Linked DNA regions of Mus musculus: regions 1 and 2 are each linked to region 3. Evidence: chromatin contacts called from public Hi-C data. All regions are on one chromosome and are shown on one strand. The core of a region is the stretch at or near the end of the contact, and the rest is flanking DNA. Distances in the headings are between cores, read along the strand shown.

Region 1 (2,700 bases), core at 5-2,504, 460 kb after region 3:
ACAGAATTCAGTTTTGTAAACTGCAGAACTCTAGAGGCAGTGATGATAGAGGCACGGCTGTGAATGAATGTACTTAAAACCCTGACCTGGACACTTAAATGCTTCAGATGACAAAGACCATGTGCGTCTTTCCATGACCTTAGAAGGAAAGGAGTTTTCATAGACTGTCATAAGAAGAAATGTAGTGGACATTTTGGAAGCTCTGAAAAAGGGATTTTAAGGCAAAAAAATCATATGGGGTGTGTGTGTATATGAGTCTACCCATCTATTATAGATAAATAATAGTCTTACTCATGAATACATAGAGAACATTGTTTTATTGACTGAGCACCACTAACCTGATAACCCAAGTGGAAAAGCTTGCCCCTCAATTCCTGTGAGTAGGCTACAGCAAAAAAAAAAAAAAAAAAAAAATCAGATTATTTAAATGTTGAATACAACTGCTGTAGGTTGTGTATCTAAGGTGCTTAGAAAACAAATAAATTTAATGCTTAGTATCAGGCCTAGTTCTTAAGATTATATATATATATATATATATATATATTTAATATTATATATATAATATTTTAATATTTTATATATATATATATATATATATATATATATATGTATGAATGAAATTATTTCGGCATCCAGAATTATTGCAAATTCCAAACACTTCTAATCCCAAATATTTTGGGTAAAGGATTTCTCTGGAAATTACACAGCCTCTATGCAATGCTCATATTTTGCAACCACTCAAATACAATTTGCTGTATTAATGAGTAATCTCTCAATGAGTGCTCTCCACACACAGCAGCATTGCAATCTAAACAGTGTCAGCTGCGTCCAGATCTGCTTGCTTTGCTTTCGATCATTGTAAGAATGGAACTAAAACCAGATACATTTTATCTATATGTTAACATGTTTGATTGGTAGTGACTGAAATTAAAGGCAGAGGTAACAGAGCCATCATTCTCAGTACTAAGTCGGTCAGTTCTGACTTCAGATGCATTAGCTGCCAGTTTCTTCCCACAGCAATAACCCTTGATGATTTTTTTTTCAACAAATGCCATTCATCCATTTTTACTTTGGAAAAGTATGGAGATCTGTCTGGAGAGAAGGCTCAAAAAAAAAAAAATCAGTTAAATATCGCAAAAGCTTGTGATTTAGGGGAAAACAAAATAAAGCCTGACTCTATCTGAAGGGTTTGGAGCCTCCATTGGCTCACAACAGTCACTTTAAACCTAACTCACTCCAGATGTCTCCATGATCATCTAATCAGACATCAAAAGCACCTCTGTCACAAGCCACACGCTGCTTAGGAGGATGCTACGTGTTTCCACAAGCGTAAAACACACACAGTAGCGACTTTTAAAATGTGATTCATCTACTTCAGAATTCAACTTTATGGCACAGGGCCATTAGGAAAGGGGCCCCCTCGTGAGAAAGAAAAGTCTTGTTTAATGTCTGTACGATGTCATTCTATGACTAACTCTGCTTTGTAAGCAGAAGCCAGAATGAAACACACACTTCAGGAGGGTGTATGTTTTGAGAGAGAGAGAAAAAAAAATCCTCATCTGAAGAGAAAGTTGTATTCCTTTCAGAAGCTGGGAGAATGTTCATTAACCCTTCCAGTCTGCACTACGGATGTTTCTCAATTGTCTGACGCCCAGAAGGCCATCATGGAAGAGGACAACAATAACAACAATCAGCAACAAAACCCATGGTTCTCAACCTTGACTCTGACCTTGGACATACCTGGCTACTTGTGTTTAGACAGGAGATTTTTAAAGGCAGCTATTTCATTGAATGGATTGATGTGTGTTTTTGTAGACACCATTTTATGATACTGCCTCTGTATGGATATTCAGGCTTTTACTTTAAATGTTTGTCTTTATTATTTCCTTGGCAAATACACTCAGACTACTGGTATCTTAGAGGGAAAACTTCATTGCTCTTCTATGAATGCATAGACATTCATAGGACATTAGAATAAAATTTAAAGTTGAATCCATTCTCACCAAGGTTAAAAACTCATACCAGGAACGTACAAGTCATTAGTATAGAGTTTAAATGGATAATAGCAATAGCTTCCTTGTTTATTTTATTTTAATTTTATTTTTTTAGTTATACACATTTTAGGAAAGAATCATTCACAATCTATACATTCTTCATAGGTTACAGTATTAGCCATTCAGAGAATAGGATGTTGATCTTCAGAATAAGCTACATCAAAATAAACTTCAACGGTGTCAAAACTGGATTTGAGCAGAGTACTAAAATCACATTTTACCATACTCTGTCACCCATATTCTAATTAACCCAAGTACTAGAAGTATTTTTGTCTTCTACATCAGTCAAAACTAGAAAAGCCTATTAAGAAAAGATGGAATGAAAGAAGAGCTAGAAAGGAACATCTTTAGATGCAGTGGTATAAGAGAGAAACCTAAAATTAAAATCCCAAGTGTTTTTGAAGTCTTTGAACACAGCTATTAGACAAGTATAACATTATGACTGATGGGCTTGCTAAGTTTATATTATAGAACTCACAATTTTGTTGACAGAAAAAGAAGTCCAAATAAGTGAATCTCCTACGTTGGAATTAATTTCTATTCTGTTTTTCTTCACGGTTTATTTGTAAAATTAGCCTCTATAACAATTCATGAGCAGAATAACAATGGCTTGTTCTCACCCTATAATTTTTACTAATTCTCTGAA
Region 2 (2,700 bases), core at 129-2,628, 430 kb before region 3:
CACAGGCTGAACATTCTTCATCTGAAGTGCTTGGCATTCCGACACCAGATTTTGAAATATTTACATAGATTGTCATTTGAACATTCCTAATCTAAAACGTTGAAATGCTACAAAATCCGAGGCTGTTTGAGTGCAAAAAGTTGTATTTTGGACTAGAGATGCTCAATCTATATTTTACGACTTCTTTTTCTAATTAATATACACTACATACATATACAATCTTTTGGTTTGTGTTTGTGTGTTTGATGGGGTTTTACTATGTATACCTGGCTAGCTTTACATTTTCTCTGTAACCCAAGCTGGACTCAAACTAACAGCAAATCTTCTGAGTATTGGGGTTACAGGTGTGTGTTACCATACCTGTAACAATTTCCACTTAAACAGAACTAAAACTAATGCTGAAAATAATCTTATAGCCACTGTGATTAGAACAAAGGACCCTTGATTACATAACTGAAGCTTTGGTCATCATGGGGCATAGTTTAGTGGTACAGCAGCTGCGAGGCTCTGGGTTAAATTGCCAAAACCACAAAAATTAGTAAGAAAAATTTCAGATATCACATTATAGTTATTGCTTACTAGGCTTAGGATTCATTTAAAAGAACAGAACCAAAGCCAGGGGACAGTCCCTGAATTCTGACAAGAAAATTTACAATACTGTAACCAAAGAATGACTCCTAATTTTATTTTTTTTCAAAACCTTATTTGTAATCCATTTGGAAAATTAAACTAGCACACCATAGTATTAAGATTATGCACATAAACATGCACCATTAGGGAATTGTATGATTTTTATTTCTTTTAATGTATTTTAACAGATGGTTTCTAAATATATATATATATACATATACATATATATTAAAGCTACTATATATATTAAGAATATGAAGATGTACCAAATAGAATTGCAATGTAAAGGATCTAAATATCATGCACACAATTTTAAAGGCTGCTGAAGGTAAAGCTGGCTCTCTTAAGGATGATCATGATCATTGAGAGTAAAGCCACAGGAGAGAGTGAGGTTGAAGACTTGCTATTGTTATTGTTATTAATCCCACCTTCACCCAACAGGCTTTAAAACACTCCATTTCATCTTCTCTTTGGATTTTGCATGAAAAATGGCAAGCACAAAAAAAAAAAAAAAAAAAAAAAGCAAATTGTTGCAAATAAAGGTAAGGTCTTGGAAGCCACAAGGGGCAGGGTGTATTTGGTACATCTGGTCGACCTTGAGCAGTTCTTTGGCATTCAGCCTCTCCAATGAGAGCTTTTATTTACCCTAGTCCTTTAATCACATCCACCTCCCACCATGAAGGGGCAGAGTCTTCCTGAGACAGAGTAGGAACTGGTCCCCTGCAAGCATCAGAGTAATGTCAACAGAAAACTCTTTCATGATTGATCCCACTTGAGCAAGAGCTGCTGAGCTCCGCCATGGATGAACCTGACCTTAGACATGGAGCAGGGCAGCAGCTGTGCAAGCAGGAGTGACTAAGTCTGTCCGTGAAATGTGTGCATCTCCTCAAACACGTGAAACAATACAATGAGTTAGTCACACAGGGAATCCATTAGACTTGGCAATTTAATTTCTACTTCCTTGAGCTCTTTTCTTGAGGGCTTGGGGGAGGGGTGTCTCCCTACTTAGCATAATAGATCTCATTAGATTCTGCAGGAATTCTTGGCTTATTCTTTGGGCTATTTATAAGAATATGAGTTTTTTTTTTTTTTTTAATTCAGTCTTGTCTGAAAAGAAAACAGGATATAAGCTTTGATCACTTACCAGTTCAGATTAACACTGAAATGTTCAAGGTTGGAGATCTGTCAGATGGGGCAGCAGAAAATATCGTTATCTTCAAACAAGGGAAGTGCAGATGAACGGATTTCACATCCAAATAACACTTACGGACTGTATGCTTTACTAAACTGAAAATTCTCCATTCCAAGTCACTGAGTGTTCAAAGCTTCACAGAATAAATCTGTATTAAATGAAAAATAAATCAATTGTCATGGTTGTATAGCCCAGAAAATTTACAGCTGAACTAAGACAGAGAAAGTGACCCCTCCCTCATCCTTCCTACTGTCAGTCTCAGGCCTTCACACCTTCAGATCAGGATGACAGGGTGGGTGGGTGCAGGCAGCAGAGAGTACACTTGCTTTGCTATTTTTGTTGGTCACTTGTGTGTTTTATCAGGAGAACTTTCATGACTGGGTGGCAGCCTGGATGCTCTGTGGCCACTTCCAGATGTTGCCTGGCCTTCCTCTTCTAGCAGGGTTGCCTTTCATTTGAAAATTTCAGCCTTCTGTACTCTAGAAACACAAGACAGGAATATCTATCTTTTAAAACATGGCTTTTTGATTATATATATATATACACATACACACACACACACACACACACACACACACACACACACACACACCTAATCTTTCAACTCTGGGTGGCAACCAAGAGCAACAGCAATATCCTGTAAACTTTTGGGAGCCTCTTGGACAAGTCCAATCAACAACTCAAAAGAGGGCTTCTCAGGCTGGGAAATGGGATTTTTGTTAGATGGTCTTTGTTTCTTGGAAGGAACATTGCTAGACCAGATGGAAATATTTCATTTAAACTATATATGAATATTTACACACAGACTTATTTGTGCTATATTTTTAGGCAGATAGTTAATAGTGTGAGTGTGATTCTTTATGACTTTTTTTGGACTT
Region 3 (2,761 bases), core at 29-2,528:
GTGGGTTTTGGTTCAGTCCTGTTGGGTTCCAAAGCAAACTAGGAATGATGAAGAGTCGTTCAGCAGAGGAAGAGAAACAGTTTTGACAGTGTTTAAATATGAGTGCTTAAAGACAGGGGAAACAGGAAATCTTTCCCTTTCTCCCTGCCCCTTACATAAAAAGTATCTAAAGAGCTGCCAGGGGCTGGACTCTCCTTTTCATCTCTTTGCTCTGGGAGTTAGCCCACATTTGAAAATCAGCTTGGTCAATGATTGTGTGGTGATGGAGCAAAGTCTTAGTTTAATCATTTATACAATAGCGTTAAAGATGTCTACATCACAGCATCTTTGTTTGAGATATGCTGTACAAAACTAGGTTGAGTAGGCATTGAATAAACGATGTCATTGTTATCAATAATCTGGTATTGTTTAATTCATTAAGCAATAATCTGTATGTATCTCTTTGGTTTGCACCCTCACTCTTTGGTCGGCCTGCAGTTGATATTTCTTTGCTTTGGGGTTTTTGCAGAGCTGAAAGCAGAAGCTACTTGAAGTCAACTTTCTGCTGGCCTTTGATTTTTGCATAAGCTCGTTAAAGAGATTAGGGGTGCCCTAGGGTCAAAGATGAAAGGCATAGTCCTTAGGAAGAAAAGTATATGTGTGGGAGAGAGGAAAATAGATATTGACCTTTGGAGCAATGGAATTTGCCAAAATACTGCTTACTAACCAAGCTGACAGTCGCCTCCTGAAGTCATCATGTGTCTCTCCAAGGTAGCACAGTGAGAGTGGCTGGAGGGCCTCCCACGATGCAGTGTGCACTGTATAGTGACCCAGAACTCCAGAATGAGCAGAGGTTAAAGACGGAAGATAATGACTAAGGAGACATGGTTGTCTAGCCAGTGGAATAAATGGCGTCTAAACACGTTGGCCTGTAAACCATTGGAAACATTTATGGAACACTTCCTACAATGTCAGAGACCACTCTAAGTGCTTCCCGTGCAATCATATACGTGATCCCATACTTACATGAAACAGCACCATCAGCAGATTGTTAAAGGAGACAGAAATGGCCCACACTTTCCCAGTTAGTAGTTGGCGTAACCTTGACACATACTCGGGCAATCACTTATGATCCTGATCTATTTACGATTAAATGCTCTGCTTGCCTGTTATGTTTCTAATCAGCACTGCTCAAGCAATTCTCACCATTTCTGTGTTAGAAAGACAGGATGAGTGGACAGAGCGGTTTAGGGTATCTGGCTTCCAGAGCAGATGGTCAGGCAGGGCTGATGAGTCATGGCCCCTGTTAGAATAACTGGTGTTATGGGATCCAGCAAGCAGATATAGAACAAAGGGCTTCCCTTGGAGGATGTGAGGAGCAGTTTACTGAAGAAATCAGTTCCATTTTCAGAATCAGATCACTGATCACAGGAAGCCGGTCAGACAGGGCCATGTGACAAAACATGGGCCCTACATACAAGGAGAAGTCTCAGGGGGAAAGCACAGGCTGGCAGAGAGGTGACAGAGTGACAGGGAACAGACCGAGCAGTCCATTGTGGGAGTGGCTTGTTCCAGTCAGTCTCCTAATCCTCCCTCCTATACTTCCTCTACACACCTGATGGGTCAAAATGGACTTCTGGGGGCAAACGCTGACAAAATGATAACTTCCTGGGGTGGGGCTGAGGTAAATTTGAGCACTGGACTTTGGAAGGAAAAGTGAAGCTTCAGTGGGGAGCCATGATAGAGGAAGTCAGGGACAATTAAAGGTCAAGGGAGACATTTACAGGCAGGGCCAGAAGAATATGCCAAACATGGATGTGTCCAGGAAAGGAGGAAGAAAATGTCCTTTTCTTCCTCTGACTCTGGAGGTCCCTACTGCTGCTCCAGCCAATGGCACTGTGATTAGCACAATGTTACTGAGTTTCAGTGGAAATTTGGATGCTGGTTTGGGAAGCCCCACAACCAATCTTTCCCCTACTCCCATGGGAAATCCATGTCTCCTTCTAAATTGCCAACTTCTAAACGAGTCTCGGCAACACAGTTTATTTCTGTGTTGGGGATTGCCTGTAAACATGTTGCCTCCTTTCAAGATGATTGATGCTATGGTTTAAAAGCTGGAGATTCACTCACATGTTATATATCCCAGCTTCACCCCCATACAGCGTGCACGGCAGTGTATTCCTGTGAAAGCAACATAGAAACATAAAGGGCTAAAGCCACCACCACCAACCACAAAAACCCTCAATTGCTTTTACTTCCTTTCCTCTGCAATTCCATCTCTTCTTGAAACCCAGGTGAGCAAGTTCCTGCCATTAAACTGGCATTTCATGTTTTGCCAGTGACTAGTTCAATCAAGCTTCAGGTCTCGCCAAAGCCACTTAACTCATGAGTGCAGTAGGTCCCCTCCTTCTCCTTGCTTTGACATCATTTATATTTTTCAGTGCAGTTGTTTTGGGCTCTGAGCGGAACAGTGATCTGCGGACACAGTCCACCATTGGGGTGGGAACTGTGCGTGGAGCCCCAGGGAGCCAATTCACCAAGCAGATAATGCATACTCCCTGAAAGGAACTTGAATCTCTACTGTCCCATAAAACCCCTATGTTAGGGTGATGCTCAGGGGGAAGTGCAGAACCTTTGAGAGGTGGGGGCCTGACTGGCGGTTCTTTGGTTACTGTGGTTGGGCCTCTGGTATGTACTGAGGTAGTCAAGGCACTGATCCTTCCCTTTGGTTTCCTGGCCATGTATTAAGCCATTTTGCTGTCCTACCCATTGTCTGCCATGA

What was found. Hi-C and Micro-C count contacts between places; a contact is called where the count stands out from the background.
Region 1: a contact with region 3 is called in a Hi-C map of the N1E-115 cell line, with 4 times the contacts expected there. The contact joins two enhancer-like sites. A contact is called at or near these places in 2 of 484 Hi-C or Micro-C datasets (the N1E-115 cell line and embryonic fibroblasts).
Region 2: a contact with region 3 is called in a Hi-C map of the N1E-115 cell line, with 2.0 times the contacts expected there. The contact joins two enhancer-like sites. A contact is called at or near these places in 2 of 484 Hi-C or Micro-C datasets (the N1E-115 cell line and embryonic fibroblasts) and 1 of 115 datasets of contacts at active chromatin or transcription factors (the NIH/3T3 cell line).

Annotation. Positions count from the first base shown.
Region 1 is chr1:62,084,860-62,087,559 of GRCm38.p6, reverse strand. The region is part of intron 4 of Pard3b (par-3 family cell polarity regulator beta); the gene reads right to left. Among named protein-coding and RNA genes, the nearest start is that of Pard3bos2, 50 kb to the left of the region's middle. Within about 2 kb of position 1,254, at least 15 of the 459 cell types and tissues checked have an H3K27ac peak or open chromatin away from gene starts, as enhancers often do. A contact at or near this core is called in the N1E-115 cell line, where this site is marked.
Region 2 is chr1:62,975,694-62,978,393 of GRCm38.p6, reverse strand. All of the region lies in intron 2 of Gm38513 (a long non-coding RNA gene), which reads left to right. Among named protein-coding and RNA genes, the nearest start is that of Gm38513, 4.4 kb to the left of the region's middle. Within about 2 kb of position 1,378, at least 6 of the 459 cell types and tissues checked have an H3K27ac peak or open chromatin away from gene starts, as enhancers often do. A contact at or near this core is called in the N1E-115 cell line, where this site is marked.
Region 3 is chr1:62,547,683-62,550,443 of GRCm38.p6, reverse strand. All of the region lies in intron 21 of Pard3b (par-3 family cell polarity regulator beta), which reads right to left. Among named protein-coding and RNA genes, the nearest start is that of Gm34881, 23 kb to the right of the region's middle. Within about 2 kb of position 1,278, at least 28 of the 459 cell types and tissues checked have an H3K27ac peak or open chromatin away from gene starts, as enhancers often do. A contact at or near this core is called in the N1E-115 cell line, where this site is marked.